2 separate regions of the Ovis aries genome follow, and region 1 is linked to region 2. Evidence: chromatin contacts called from public Hi-C data. All regions are on one chromosome and are shown on one strand. Each heading gives the region's core, a stretch centred on a gene start, on an enhancer-like site or on the middle of the called end of the contact. The rest is flanking DNA. Distances are from core to core; before and after follow the strand shown.

Region 1 (6,664 bases), core at 658-3,157, 110 kb before region 2:
ACTGAGGCAGACAAAACCAGAGTATTTTAATTTTTGGCCACATGTGGAATCTTAATTCCTCAGCCAGGGATGGGACCTACATTCCCTGCAGTGGAAGGCAGAGTCTTGACTGCTGGACCACCAGGGAAGTCCCTTTTATATGGTGTGTGTGTGTGTGTGTGTGTGTGTGTGTGGCTGCACTGCATGGCATGTGGCACTTCCCTGACCAGAGATTGAACCTATGCCCCCTGAAGTGGAAGCACGGAGTCTTAATCTCTGGACTGCCGGTGAAGTCCAAAACAAGCATTTTAAAAGGGGAATTTAAATTTAAAGCTGAAGCCTTCTTTCGTCAGGCTCACATGATACGTACCGTCAGAGAGTACAGCTCTAACGGTAGCTAGAGACGGCCTGCTCAGCCTTTGACCTCTTCTTTAAGCAATGATGTGCTACACCCAGCAACTCCACCCGACATTAGCAGGTTGCATGCTATGATGCAAACAGTGGTTTGAAGGAAGAAGCTACAGGAAGTCCCAAGAAATATCTCTACCTACCCCAAGAACCACTAATAGCCCAATTAGCTGCACTCTGTACCCCCACAGTGGAAGATTGTAGAGCCGTAAAAGGCTCTGCGGATACCACCTACGGCCCTGAACCTTCTGGGCATCTCTCCTTCCAGGCACGGTGACACAAACAGGAAGCCAGGACTCGGTACTTCAAAGAACCACAGGTAACGGAGGTTTAGGCACCTCCAAGGAAGCATTCATGAGGTGCTCTCCCTGCTCGTCACCGCTCAGCCCAGACAGGAAGGCATGGGTGGAGATGCCCACACAGTTGATGTGGGCCCCGCCAGAGTAAAAGACTGTGGAGTCCCCAGCAAATAATAATTTCCTTCCTGGTAATTTTTAAAGTTCCGTTCATTCTTCTTCTTACTGAGGCAGTGAGAGGCCATCTTTAATTCCCATGTCATGGTAAGAAAAACAGCCGCAGAGGCTGAAATTCAGGAGTGCTGGTTGACCTCCTGGAGAAGGCAATGGCACCCCACTCCAGTACTCTTGCCGGGAAAATCCCATGGATGGAGGAGCCTGGTAGGCTGCAGTCCATGGGGTCGCAGAGAGTTGGACATGACTGAACAACTTCACTTTCAATTTTCACTTTCATGCATTGGAGAGGGAAATGGCAACCCACTCCAGTCCTCTTGCCTGGAGAATCCCTGGGATGGGGGAGCCTGGTGGGCTGTTGTCTATGGGGTCTCACAGAGTCGGACACGACTGAAGCGACTTAGCAGCAGCAGCAGCAGCAGCAGCAGCAGTTGACCTCGACGGCCTGTTCAAGAACAGTCTAAAGAGAACAAAAGCCATCCAATATAAATACTGTGCTTACCCTCAAACATTTAAAAGCAGTGATTTTAGGACTTCCCTGGTGGCCCAGTGGTTAAGTGCAGGGGACACAGGTTCAATTCCTGGTCCGGGAGATTCTACATGCCTGGGGGTGACTAAACCCATGCAGCACAACTACTGAAGCGCATGCGCCCTAGAGCCCTAGAGAAGCACTCACACCACAACCAGAGAAAGCCCGCGCACAGCAACGAAGGCCCAGTGCAGCCAAAATAAATAAATAGATAAAATTTAAAAAATAAAAGCAGTGACTTTAAATTCTTCTGAATTCCATAAGCAGACAAATGAAACATTATTGCGTTTCCCCTGTCCCCCTTGATTGGGTCAGAATGAATATGCAAAACCCCAACATCTATTTTTGTCTGTGATTTGGGGTGATCTGATTTCAGCCTTCCAAATACTGTCTGGAAAAATCTAGAGGCCACTAGTGAAGGAAAAAAGACAAATATAGAACTGCTGTCATCTACGGTTCACTCCTTTTGTTGCATGAGCTGACTCTCCTGGAATTCTCCAACAGCTTCTGTCACTTCTCAGATGTTTTCCAGGCCTGTGTAATGTATTGCTCACAGAAGGAGGGGCCAAGGAATTTCCAAACTGCCTTCATCTGAGTGAAAAGTTCAACTGGAATCCAGCTTCTCTTTTCCAGTTGCTTACTCTCCTGATCTCAAAATTTCCTCACCTCTTAGTGAGGAGGACAGAAATCATTTCAAACTGTAAAGTTAGAAAGGACCTCAGGGGCAAATATTTGAAATTTAGCCATGTCTTTTTGCAGATGGGGGGTTCCCTGGTGTCTCAGATGGTAAAGAATCTGCCTGCAATGAGGGAGACCTGGGTTCTATCCCTGCGTCGGGAAGGTACCCTGGAGAAGGGAATGGCTACTCACTCCAGTATTCTTGCCTGGAGAATTCCATGGACAGAGGAACCTGGTGGGCTACAGTCCATGGAGTCACAAAGAGTCAGACATGACTGAGCGACTAACACCTTCATTTTCTTTTGCAGATGAGGAAATCAGTATCATAATTAAAATGAATTAGAGGTAATACAGTGGCAAACCAAGGTTAAATCCTGATTCTGTAACTTTTCCAACTATGGGCCATTGGAGAGTTTATGTAGACTCACTTTCTTCATCTGTGAAATGGGGCTAATCATGCCTATGCTACATAAAGCAGTTTACACAGTACTTGGCACATATTAAGGGTTCAGTCAATGATAGTTATCATCAGCATCACTGTTACCATCCTTAGCACTATCAGCCACAACTTCTTAGTGACTAAGCTGGAAGAAGTCTGGCTTTCTCTTTCCCAACTTGGCCTCTTTTTTCAGCCATACCACACTGACACGAGCCTGTAAAACAAAGTTCAGCTGCTCTTCCAAAAATCTGGGCTTAATTCTTGGACCATGACCTCTCCTGACCTGGCCCAGGATAATCTCTACTCCTAGAGGAGCTTTATGAACATCACACGCCTTTCTGTCTTTTGTTCCTGGTGCCCCTCCACACTTTCTTCTGCTACTCACCAAAGCTCTGATTTTTGACAATGAGGGAAGGCACTGGATTTCTTCAGGGATGGGAATTGAATCTCAGCCCTACCCAAATGGCCTCTCACTGGGATGGAAGCCTGAGCTTGCTCTTCCAACAGGAAAGGGAACATGACATCCAGAGATGAAGCAATCCTTTTCCTCACATAGAAGGCCCTCAGGGAGTCCAAGCTTGCAGTGTTGCGTGTAGTAGTAGAGACAAATGTCATGAGAAAAGCTGTTGCTGTGGAATGTGGCCAACCCAGCAGGTCCCTCAGAGCCCCTTGGCTGAGTCTATTCCCGGCAGTTTCCCTTCCCATCATCCTTTTCTCCATTGCCTTGTCTTCTTTCAAGAATGATGTTCACTTTCTCCTCCAGCAGTGTCAAGAACAGAACTTGGGAGAAACTTTGTGGAACCTTTTGGTTTGGGGAGCTCATCCATTGCTGTGTTAGAATCATCTCAAAATGGTGCCCCTCTTGAGTCTGCAGCTGCTTCAGGGCATGGCCACACTCTGATGAAAGTGAAGTCTCTCAGTCGCATCTGACTCTTTGTGACCCCATGGTCTGTAGCCTGCCAGGCTCCTCCATCCATGAGATTTTCCAGGCAAGAATACTGGAGTGGGTTGCCATTTCCTTCTCCAGGAGATCTTCCCAGCCCAGGGATCGAACCTGGGTCTCCCACATTGCAAGCAGACTCTTTACCGTTTGAGCCACCAGGGAATCAGCGAGGAGCCTGATAGTTATGATTAATAGTAGCTATTATCATAGGTAATATCCCTAGAAGTGGAACCTGAGACAGGATTCAAGTTCTCAGGGTGTGTCTGAGGGCGTACTTCTCAGGAAACCCTATGAGACTAGGAGAGCAGTGGAAGAGGGCAGGGGAAGAACCGAGCAAGAAGATAGCTTCAGGGAGAGTCTAACTTTGTATTGTCCCCACTTGAGGAAAGGAAACTTGTCTTTGGCACCCATATCAGTCAGTCACTGACTGTGGGCCACGTAGGGAGGTGTGGGCAGAACCTGCAGGGTAGGCAGCTCTCATCTGCAGAGAGCTATTCACCAGAGAGGAAGCAGCCGTGAGCTGTTAGCTGTCCACACAGCAGTTATGAGATGGGTGGACAAATCCGAGAAGGGCATCTGGGCAGAATACGTATGGCGTCTGCTACAGGTTCCCTTCCACATGTGGCAGGCTTTTGTAGACCTTGGGTGTTTGTCTTCTCGTAACAATTCTGTGAGGCAGGCGCTATCACCCTCCCTGTTTCACAGGTAATGGAAACCGAGATTCAGAAACTTACAGACCTAAGAAGAAGCTGGCTCGGGGCTTCCCTGGTGGCTCACTGATGAAGAGTCATCTGCTAATGCAGGAGAGACGGGTTCAATCCCTGATGTGGGAAATCCCACATGCCGTGGGGCAACTAAGCCCCTGCACCACGACTACTGAGCCTTGCTCTAGAGCCCAGGAGCCTCAGCTATTAGTGCTGAAGCCTGCCAGCCCTAGGGCCCATGCTCTACAACAAGAAAAGCCTCTGCAGTGAGAAGCCTGCCAACCGCAGCTGAGAGTAGCCCCTGCTTGCCACAACTAGAGAAAAGCCCAGGCAGCGACAAAGACCCAGCGCAGCCAAAATTAATTAAAAATTAAAAAGCTGGCCTAGAGGTCTATCTGGCTTCAATATCTCCCACTATACTGGCTCCATTTCCCCCAAATAACCCAGCAGAGTACATTGCCACATTATTGATTGTTTTAATGGCATTTAAAGCTCTGGGCTGAATGCAATAGTCCTCGATGTCTCATTTGAAAGTCCAGTTATGCAGGAGACTTTAGGGCATTCATTCAAAGAGGATTGGTCATGCTTATCATCACATAACATCCTGCATCATCTACTTAACTGCTCCAAGGAATCATGAAACCCATGTTTGGTAAAGAGAAGATCTCAAAAGATATCTGTAGTCCTAAGGTACACCTGTCCTTAGCTGGCCCAGGTTGTTAGAACATTTTCTCTTCCTTAAAACGTTTGCTAAGTCAACAGGCCAATGAGTGTCATCCAGAGTGTCAACTGTGATCAACTGAGAGTGAGGGGGATTCCAAGATGCCATCTGTGCTCACTAGGGAAGAATCCTGTTTGATTATCAATGACCGCAAGCGAAGAGGTTGTGATTTATGTTTGTCTTATATCTGCCGCCTTTCATTGCAGCAGCCCAGATGAGTTACACAGCAGTGACAAAGAGCGCCCAGGTCTTGGTGGCCTCAGCATGATAAGTTTGTTACTGGCTCAACCATAGTTAAGGTTACAGAGGTCTGCAGAGGTCTCTCTGTTCACTGCAGTTCCTCACAATCCCTCAATGATCAACCAGCTACTATCTCATAACAGAGAGGAAAGAGCTCCAGGAAGGTCACTCCAGTGAAATGTCACTTTGGCTTCCAACTTATTGGCCAGAAGGATCACAGGATCCCACCCAGCCCTGAGGGAGAAGGCAATGCAGTCTCACTGCATTCTCAGGATGGGGGAGATGGAGAAACATTTGTTGACCAGCACTAACAAATTATTACGGCCCACTTCTCTTGTCACCTAATATCGGGCGCACTTTGTTTTCCAAAGGCAAAATGTGTTTACCACTTGGCCAATGGAAACCATATCAAAGTCTCACCCAATTGTGGCACCAAGCTCAAAGCCCAGGATCTTGGGGGTGATGTGGGGACATTTCTGCATATGGTTTGGATGTGGCTCCTGTTGGCCTAGAAACCCATAAGCAAACAAATAAACAAAAATCCAAGTTTTCTGCAGCTCCTAATCTCTCTTCCATACCCCTCCTACCAACGTAGTCCCGTAGTAAAACAGGGTCAGTTTAGTCACCTTGAAAAGTGAAAGTCAAAGTGTTAGTTGCTCTAATAACTAACATCTGATGCTCTGTGGCTCCGTAGACTGTAGCCCACCAGGCTCTTCTGTCCATGGAATTCTCCAGGCAAGAATACTGGAATGGGTCTCCATTCCCTTCTCCAGGGGATCTTCCTGACCCAGGGATTGAACCTGGGTCTTCTGCATTGCAGGCAGATTCTTTACCATCTAAACATGCAGGGAAGCCCCATAGTCACCTTAAATTATTCCCATCTGGACAGGAGACAAACAGAAAACCTAGAGCCACAGCGTTTCAGAAATCCTGATGGGAAGACATTAGAGGCCCCCCCCCCCCAGGAAATTTCTTGATTAGATTTTGATCCAGCTCTCTGGAAACCAGTCCATTCCCTGCCCCCCACCAATGACCCTTAATTCCACCTCCGAGTAAGTCCTTCTTTTTCCATTATACTTTACTGATGCACATGAAGAAGATACTCAGAAATAATTTCTCCCGAAGCAACATTCTCTACCTTTTGTTCATAGAAAGACCGTGCTGGATGCCGCGTTAGTTCCTGCAGAGGTTTTCACAACAGACACGATGATCATGTACTTGAACTGACTTTGTTTCTGAGGCTGAGCTGACCTTTAGGGCACAAAGCATCTCTCTATTTTGTTTGGGGTTGAAAAGTGCTAACTTCTTCCAGCTCTACATGTTTTCACGTTTCTAGAGTCTCTCCTTCCCTCTAGGGAGGTAATAAAAGTATTTGACTTAGTCACTGTGCCATTTGTCAGGGTCTCTCAGTGGCTCTGATGGCAGAATCTGTCTGGGCCCTGGAATGGGCATACAGCATGCAATGGGCAATATGGTTTTGTTATCTGGGGCCACGGAGAATTTGCAGTTGTTTTTACTGCTAACGGCTACATGATATATTAGGCAAATTTATT
Region 2 (6,489 bases), core at 536-3,035:
GAAATCTTTCCCTGCTCTCTCCCATCCCAAGTCTCTCTGCCTTTCAAGAGATCCCTGGAGCTCCAGTTCCCCTTTGAAAGCCTCCTCTAAAGCCTCTGGTCCACCACCTCCTTCATAAAATCCTTTCTGAGTTTGTCCATATCACGCTGCTGTTTGTCCATATCATACATGCAGCTTAACCAGTGCTAACCAAGCAACAGGCAAAGAAGCTTGGTTCACAGAACCAGCAGTCTTCTGACTGTGTGAACACAGACAAGTCACTTAAGCTCTCTGAGCTTCGGTTTGCTGCCCTCCTGCAAAACGGGGCTAACGACAGGACACTTCTCAGTGGGCCATTGTTGAGGGTAAAACGAGATAACGCGTGTAAAGAATTTAGCACAGTGCCTGGCCCAGCCCAAATGTATAATAAATGGTGGCTGGTGCTGCCATTATGATTACTGTTAATTATTATTATTAATTATTACTTTTCTGATTCAGGAATCTAAATCCTAGACCCTCACTTATCCTCTCAGTCTAAAGTACCCCGGTAGGACTGTGTCTCTTACTTTCCTGGTACCCCCAGAGCTGGGTTTAATAAACACTTGCTGAGTAGAATTAACCATAGGTTGAGCTGTCTTAATGACCCAGCTGGCACTTCTTAAAAGAAAAATTAATTTTGCTAGCGATAAGCAAATCAGCCATGTAATTATCTGCACATATAAAGACAAAGAAAAGGAATGCTTGGAGTTCAGCCTTGCCAGAATACCTCACACGCAGCCACCCCCTCGACAGCCCCTGAGAAGAACGGACCCTGTGGGGATGGGATACAGGCGCCGGGATCCCTGATGCCACCCAGGAGCCTGCTTCTCTGTCCTGCTCCGAGGCTGCCAGGCACCCACTGGGAGCCACATGACTGTCTGGATTTCCCCTAACTGATTGGCAGCCTGCAGGAGGTTGCCAGGATGGAGCAGCTGGCCGAGTCACTGCCTATCCTACTCACACTCCCTGCCCCAGGCTGGCACCTCGTGGCGACCCAGAACCTTGCCACAGAGAAGGTTCAAGTTCCCACAAGCGTTAAGATTGTTCGTGACTGGAGCCAACTGTAAGAGCTTTGGAACCTAGGTGAAATGGGAGAGCCACAGGAACGCGGGACCCCATTCTGGGAAGCTTGTTGCCACCAACCCTCACAGAGGGCAACAGTGCCCACCTCTATGGCCACCTCGCTAGCACCCCTGTCCCTACCCCAGCCCCTGTCCCTGCCCTGCGCAGCCTGGCTTGAAGTGCCCTTGGGCACAGGAGTGTGTTAGTCCAGACAGGCTGCGCGCACCCAGGAGTACAGTTCCTTGTGCTCCACCGGCTCCAACCACCCCACCCCAAACCGCGCGCCAACAGCCTGCTGCCCAGCAAACTTTTCTGCGCCCTTTCTTTTTGCCGTTCCACAAAACGGTGCTTCCCAACGACAGGCTCTCCAAGAGCTTAGCGCAAATCCTCGCCCGGTCCTCCTTCGCCAAATCCCAGCCGCTCGCCGCCCACTTGACCCCGACCCCGCCAGGGCCAACGGAGCCCGCCCGGCTGGGTCCGGGCCACTCCCTCCCGTCCGGGCGGGCACTCACCGATCTGCGCCAGGCTCAGCTGCACGAGGCAGAGTCCCCAAGCTGCGCGCCACCAAAACGTGTCCATGGCGTCGGAGCGACCGACCGAGCGAGCGGAGTGGAGCCGGAGGGGCCGGGCGCTGGGCGGGGGCCGGCGAAGCACGGGGCAAGCAGGGCGCCCGAACCTGTCGGAGGCTGGGGTCCGGCTGGCAATGAGGGCGCCTCGGAAGTTGGGTGCAGTTTTTATTCGAGGGTTGAGAGTGACCTAAGAGGGAGGGAGCGAGGGAGGACACACCCAAGCGAGGGGGCTGTGACTAAGCAGCCCGCAGAAGTTTAAAGACGTACCAGCTCTCCTTAGCCCTGGCCCCTCCGCCCCCGCCCCGTTCTCCCCCGAGATAATAAAGCGGGGTGTCTGGGCGCGCACCCCGGAGGGCCGAGGGGGTCCCCGTGCACCCAGGACGCACCGACTTTTCTCTCCTGGCGGCTGGGAGCGCAGCCTCTGGACGCAGGAGGGAATAACTGAGTCCTGAAACCTCGCCCCTTTGGGTTCAGCCTCTGGCCTCTCCCCTCCGCGAAGTTTCTCTTTTGACTCAGGCTGGGGAACTCTTCTCTGTGGGTTTCACAGGCAGCTGGATATTCTGGGAGAGGGGCTGGGACCGTGGAAGTGTGGTTTTCCCCTGCGCATGGTCGGGAGCTTGCGATTCTTCCAGGGAAGGGAGGAAGAGCTCGTCGACCTTCCCTTGAAAGAGAAGGGAGTTCATTAACACGCTTCGGGTGGACTTTTGATTCTTAGCAGGACTGCTCAGGGAAAGCTAATGGTAGCCAGCCACGGGGCTGGTATTTGGCTCTACTGACCTGTACATCATCTTCCGGTCCCAGGCTGGCACCTGGTTCCGTCTATCCATTCCTCCTTGGCTTACTCACACTCTCACTCATCCTCCCAAACACCCACGGGTTCCTCTATCTACCCATTTTATCTTGTGTCTCTCCAGGGCTCACACATCTATTTACCCTCCTGTCCATCGGTATGCACTGACATGCACCCAGCCTCCTGTCCAGCCATTCTGTCTACCCATCCATCAACCACATCTTCTTCCAACCACCCTCCCATACAACTTCTCATCCATCTATTAATCTTTTCACATCTCTTTGTAAAGCCACATCCATCTATATACTATTCTCCCCTCCATCCATCCATACCCACATATCTGTTCATACATGTACTCACACATTATCTATCCATCCATCCATCCATCATCTACATATCCATTCATCATTTTACCCCTCCTCTCACCCACCCACACATCGATCCCTTCTTTCTTGGTCCCGTTTATATTCCTATCTACATGAATATTAATCCACTTTCTATCCTAATCTATTCTACTCAGCAAATCTCAGAAAAGGGAGGAGATTGTCATATTCCTCATTTTGAGTTTGAAAAAATCATACTTTGCACTATAATTCCATATCTATCTGTAACATTGTGATACAATATTTGAAAAGCAAGTGCAGCATTTATTGCTAACTTGGACTACTGAATCTGATACCAGAAACTGTGAAGAGACCCTGAAAGAGCCTTGCCAGCATTTTTAAAGCAAAGTAACCACTTTTTTATTTTGGAGAGCAATTGGAACATTTGATCAGATAAAAAGATTGAAGGAGGACAGCAAGATATGAGGCTAGGGGGTAAGCAGGGGCCAGTTTGTAAATTATACTAGGAAGTTTGAGCTTGATCCCTAAGAAACAGGAAGTCAATGAAAGTTTACTTTGCTGTTGCTGTTGTTGTACTAAAATACACCTAATAGAAAATTTAACATTTTAGCCATTAGGTAGCTTTTCATGCAGTCATGAAATTGTGCAGCCATCCCTACTGCTTTAGTTCAGGCTGCCATAACAAAGTACTATAGACTGGGTGGCTTAAATGACCGATTTATTTCTCACAGTTCTGGAAGCTGAGAAGTCCACGATCAGGGTGCCAGTATGGTCCGGTTCTGGTGAGAACACTCTTCTGGTTTGCAGAGAGTCATCTTCTCTGTCCTGTCCTGTCCTCACAAGAGGGAGAGAAGGGGATGGAGGGCGAGAGAGAGGACAAGCTCTCTTGTGTGCATCTGCTTATAAAGGCACTAATCCCATTCACGGGAGCTCCACTCACATGACCTAAACTACCTCTCAAAAGCCCCACCTCCTAATAGCCTCACACTGGAAGTTAAGATTTCAACATATGAACTTGCAGGGAGACAAACATTTAGAACAAATGCTATGTAGTTCAGTGTGAGTTTTGAGTTGGGAAGAGCCTGCTTGACTAGGGGCTGTTCCTCTTGCATTTTCAGGGAGAGTATTTGGAGCTGAAAGATCGCTGGACTTACTGTTCCCCAGCTGCTCAGTGGCTGACATTCCACGTCCAAAGGGGTGGCCCGTCTGAAACAAAGAGCCCCACTTGACCAACAGGTATGCTGATAAACGCTACAATAGTAGCTGACTTGGCCGAGCCATCTGTGACCAAGAGGACACTTTCCTTCAGCAACTGGGGGCAAACTGGCTTCCAGGCAGATCTTCAGGCTCTGATCACGTGAGAAACCAGCCCTGGTGAGTTTCGTGGAGAGAACACTGGACAAGGAATGACCGTGGCTGTTTTGTGTCACTTCCAGGGTTTTCAGCTTTTTTTCTTGTTTGTTTTGTTTTGGAGAAGAGGGGGAAAGTGGAATGGATATTTGTAGTCACTAGAAAGACTGGAAACAATGTTTGTCTTTCTGTTCCATGCATGGAACTAGGTATTTCCTTGGAGACTCCTCAGAAACATACACAGGGATCAAAGCAAAGGCTTAGGTGTGGGCTATGCCTCCCCCATGGGAGAAGGAAATGGCAACCCACTCCAGTATTCTTGCCTGGAGAATCCCCAGGATAGAGGAGCCTGGTGGGCTGCCATCTTTGGGGTCGCACAGAGTTGGACACGACTGAAGCGACTTAGCAGCAGCAGCAGCATGCCTCCCCCACTAGAGTCCCCATCCCAGCCACAGAGCTCCCTCTGGCATCAATGTTATACACTAGACTGCTGAATGAGATTTCATTTTGACAAAGAATTTGACTTCACGCAAATATTAAAAACCACTATATTGGGTCATCTTGAACCTTGGTCCCCTTTGCACTTGTGCAGTAAACAATCAGCAAAGGAAGAAACGTGTATGAAAGTGTTTTACAAACTGTAGAGGGGCATGCAAATTCTCGGGCATCATAGTTAGGATTCTTCTCCCAGGGGAGATCTTTTGCTAGCCTGCTTCCCGACAATTCAGTGCTGGACTGAGGTTGTTTGCCCCCATGCCGCAAATGACTCATTTCAAACTGCCCTGGTGACTTACTGAGTCAGGGCCACCCCTTGGGAATTCCTGGATCACCTCTCAGAGCAAACCCCACTCCCTTTCCACCCCCGACACCTCTCCTTTACTCTGCCCACACCACTGGCCTCACCAGGACTTTCCCTGCTCTTCTCTGAGCCTCTGTAAAGCTTGTATCTACAAAATTGCTATTTTTAGGTGGTCAATGTCTATTGCAGGGGATACTTTTCTAAGCCAAACTATGAGACATGGGAAAGTAAAAAAGAGAGCTTGAATTGATCTGGGTTGACGTGAGATTACACTATTTGGGAAGAATCCAGGATGGAATCAGCAGCCTTGGATGAGGAAACCCCAAGTCTGAGCCTCAGCTCTCCCGCTTATCAGTCGGTGACTTTATTTGGGTCTCTTAACCTCCGGGAGTTTTGGTCATCCTGTCCACAAATAACACAAATTCTCATCCCGTTGACGTTAATAAGAATTTTATCACAGTTATGAGTAGTAAGTGAAATAAGGCAGCAGGACTCTTTCCTGGAATCCCTGCCTCATGGTGAAACTATGACCTACCAGCCTCTAAGCTATCTAGAGAGAGGACCATGTCTGCCTTGGGTCTCAGTACTAACTCAGTTCCAATGCCTGGTAATTGCTGTCTCTAGTGTTCGTACTGCACTCAGTAAATAAACACGACATAAATGCAAAAATACTATCGTTCTTTTCCCTCCCAGCACACTTTACATGGTGACTTCAGGAATCACGTGATCCAATAGGTAGAAGCATTTAAACAACCTGACACTTTTGAGACATAGGCAGGCAGCAGTGTCATTCTGGATGACCACTTTCAGCAGACCCAGGACAGCTGGAGCATAGTTCCCTCGCAGACTAGACTTTGTTTATTTTTCTTCCTAAAATGTTGGGGCCCGCTGGCTATTATTACTGACTAATAATAAATCGTGGTGTTCTTGAGCAAAGAAAAGTCAGATCTAAACCAAATGTTAGCAGGCCTATGTGGAGAGTAAGGCTGGGAGATGGAAACTAAATCATGGGATTTGAGGATTATGAACATAGCAGGCCACTGGGCTCTTTTAAAGGGATAACATTCAGTTCTTTTCTCCCAGAGATGGAGTAATTTGGCAAAGTAAAGAAAAAGTGCCATTCTGGTTCAGCTTTCACTCAAAAAATAAATCCATTCTTAGATCACCCTCCCAGTGTGAATTCCACACATTCCCATGAGCAGCAGTGAAAAAGCTCTTGTGAAAGAATTACTAGTGAAGTCCCAGGATACTGGTCATTTGGGATGCAATCATGACTAATTGGTCTTGAGTTAACCAAGTGTGACTATGGAGCGGAGCCTTTAGGATTACTAAGGCTTTCAAAGTATGGCAACCGAAGTAGCCAATGCATCCTGAAAATGAAGGGGACAGGGTGCCTCTGGAGTCTAGGTAGGTCCATGTCAGTTGCAAAATGAGGTTTACACATGCCTTTGGAAATTAAAATAGTGTGCTATTGGACCAAATCCCTTAGCTGGATAGAAACTAACTTAGAAAGTAACTGTCAAAGATGAGATTTGAATGAATGGTATGTGACCTCAT

Evidence for each region. A called contact is a pair of places that touch in the nucleus more often than the background predicts.
Region 1: a contact with region 2 is called in a Hi-C map of skin fibroblasts, with 3 times the contacts expected there. The contact joins the enhancer-like site here to the promoter of CD44 in region 2. A contact is called at or near these places in 6 of 16 Hi-C or Micro-C datasets (blood, muscle, retroperitoneal adipose tissue and 2 more).

Annotation. Positions count from the first base shown.
Region 1 is chr15:64,563,859-64,570,522 of ARS-UI_Ramb_v3.0, reverse strand. LOC132657832 (a long non-coding RNA gene) reads right to left here. Exons shown (of 2, transcript XR_009596542.1): 2 at 1-1,317. Among named protein-coding and RNA genes, the nearest start is that of CD44, 110 kb to the right of the region's middle. Within about 2 kb of position 1,907, at least 14 of the 54 cell types and tissues checked have an H3K27ac peak or open chromatin away from gene starts, as enhancers often do. A contact at or near this core is called in tail adipose tissue, where this site is marked.
Region 2 is chr15:64,453,079-64,459,567 of ARS-UI_Ramb_v3.0, reverse strand. CD44 (CD44 molecule (Indian blood group)) reads right to left here and starts at 1,785. Exons shown (of 11, transcript XM_060399518.1): 1 at 1,593-1,785. The coding sequence starts at 1,659.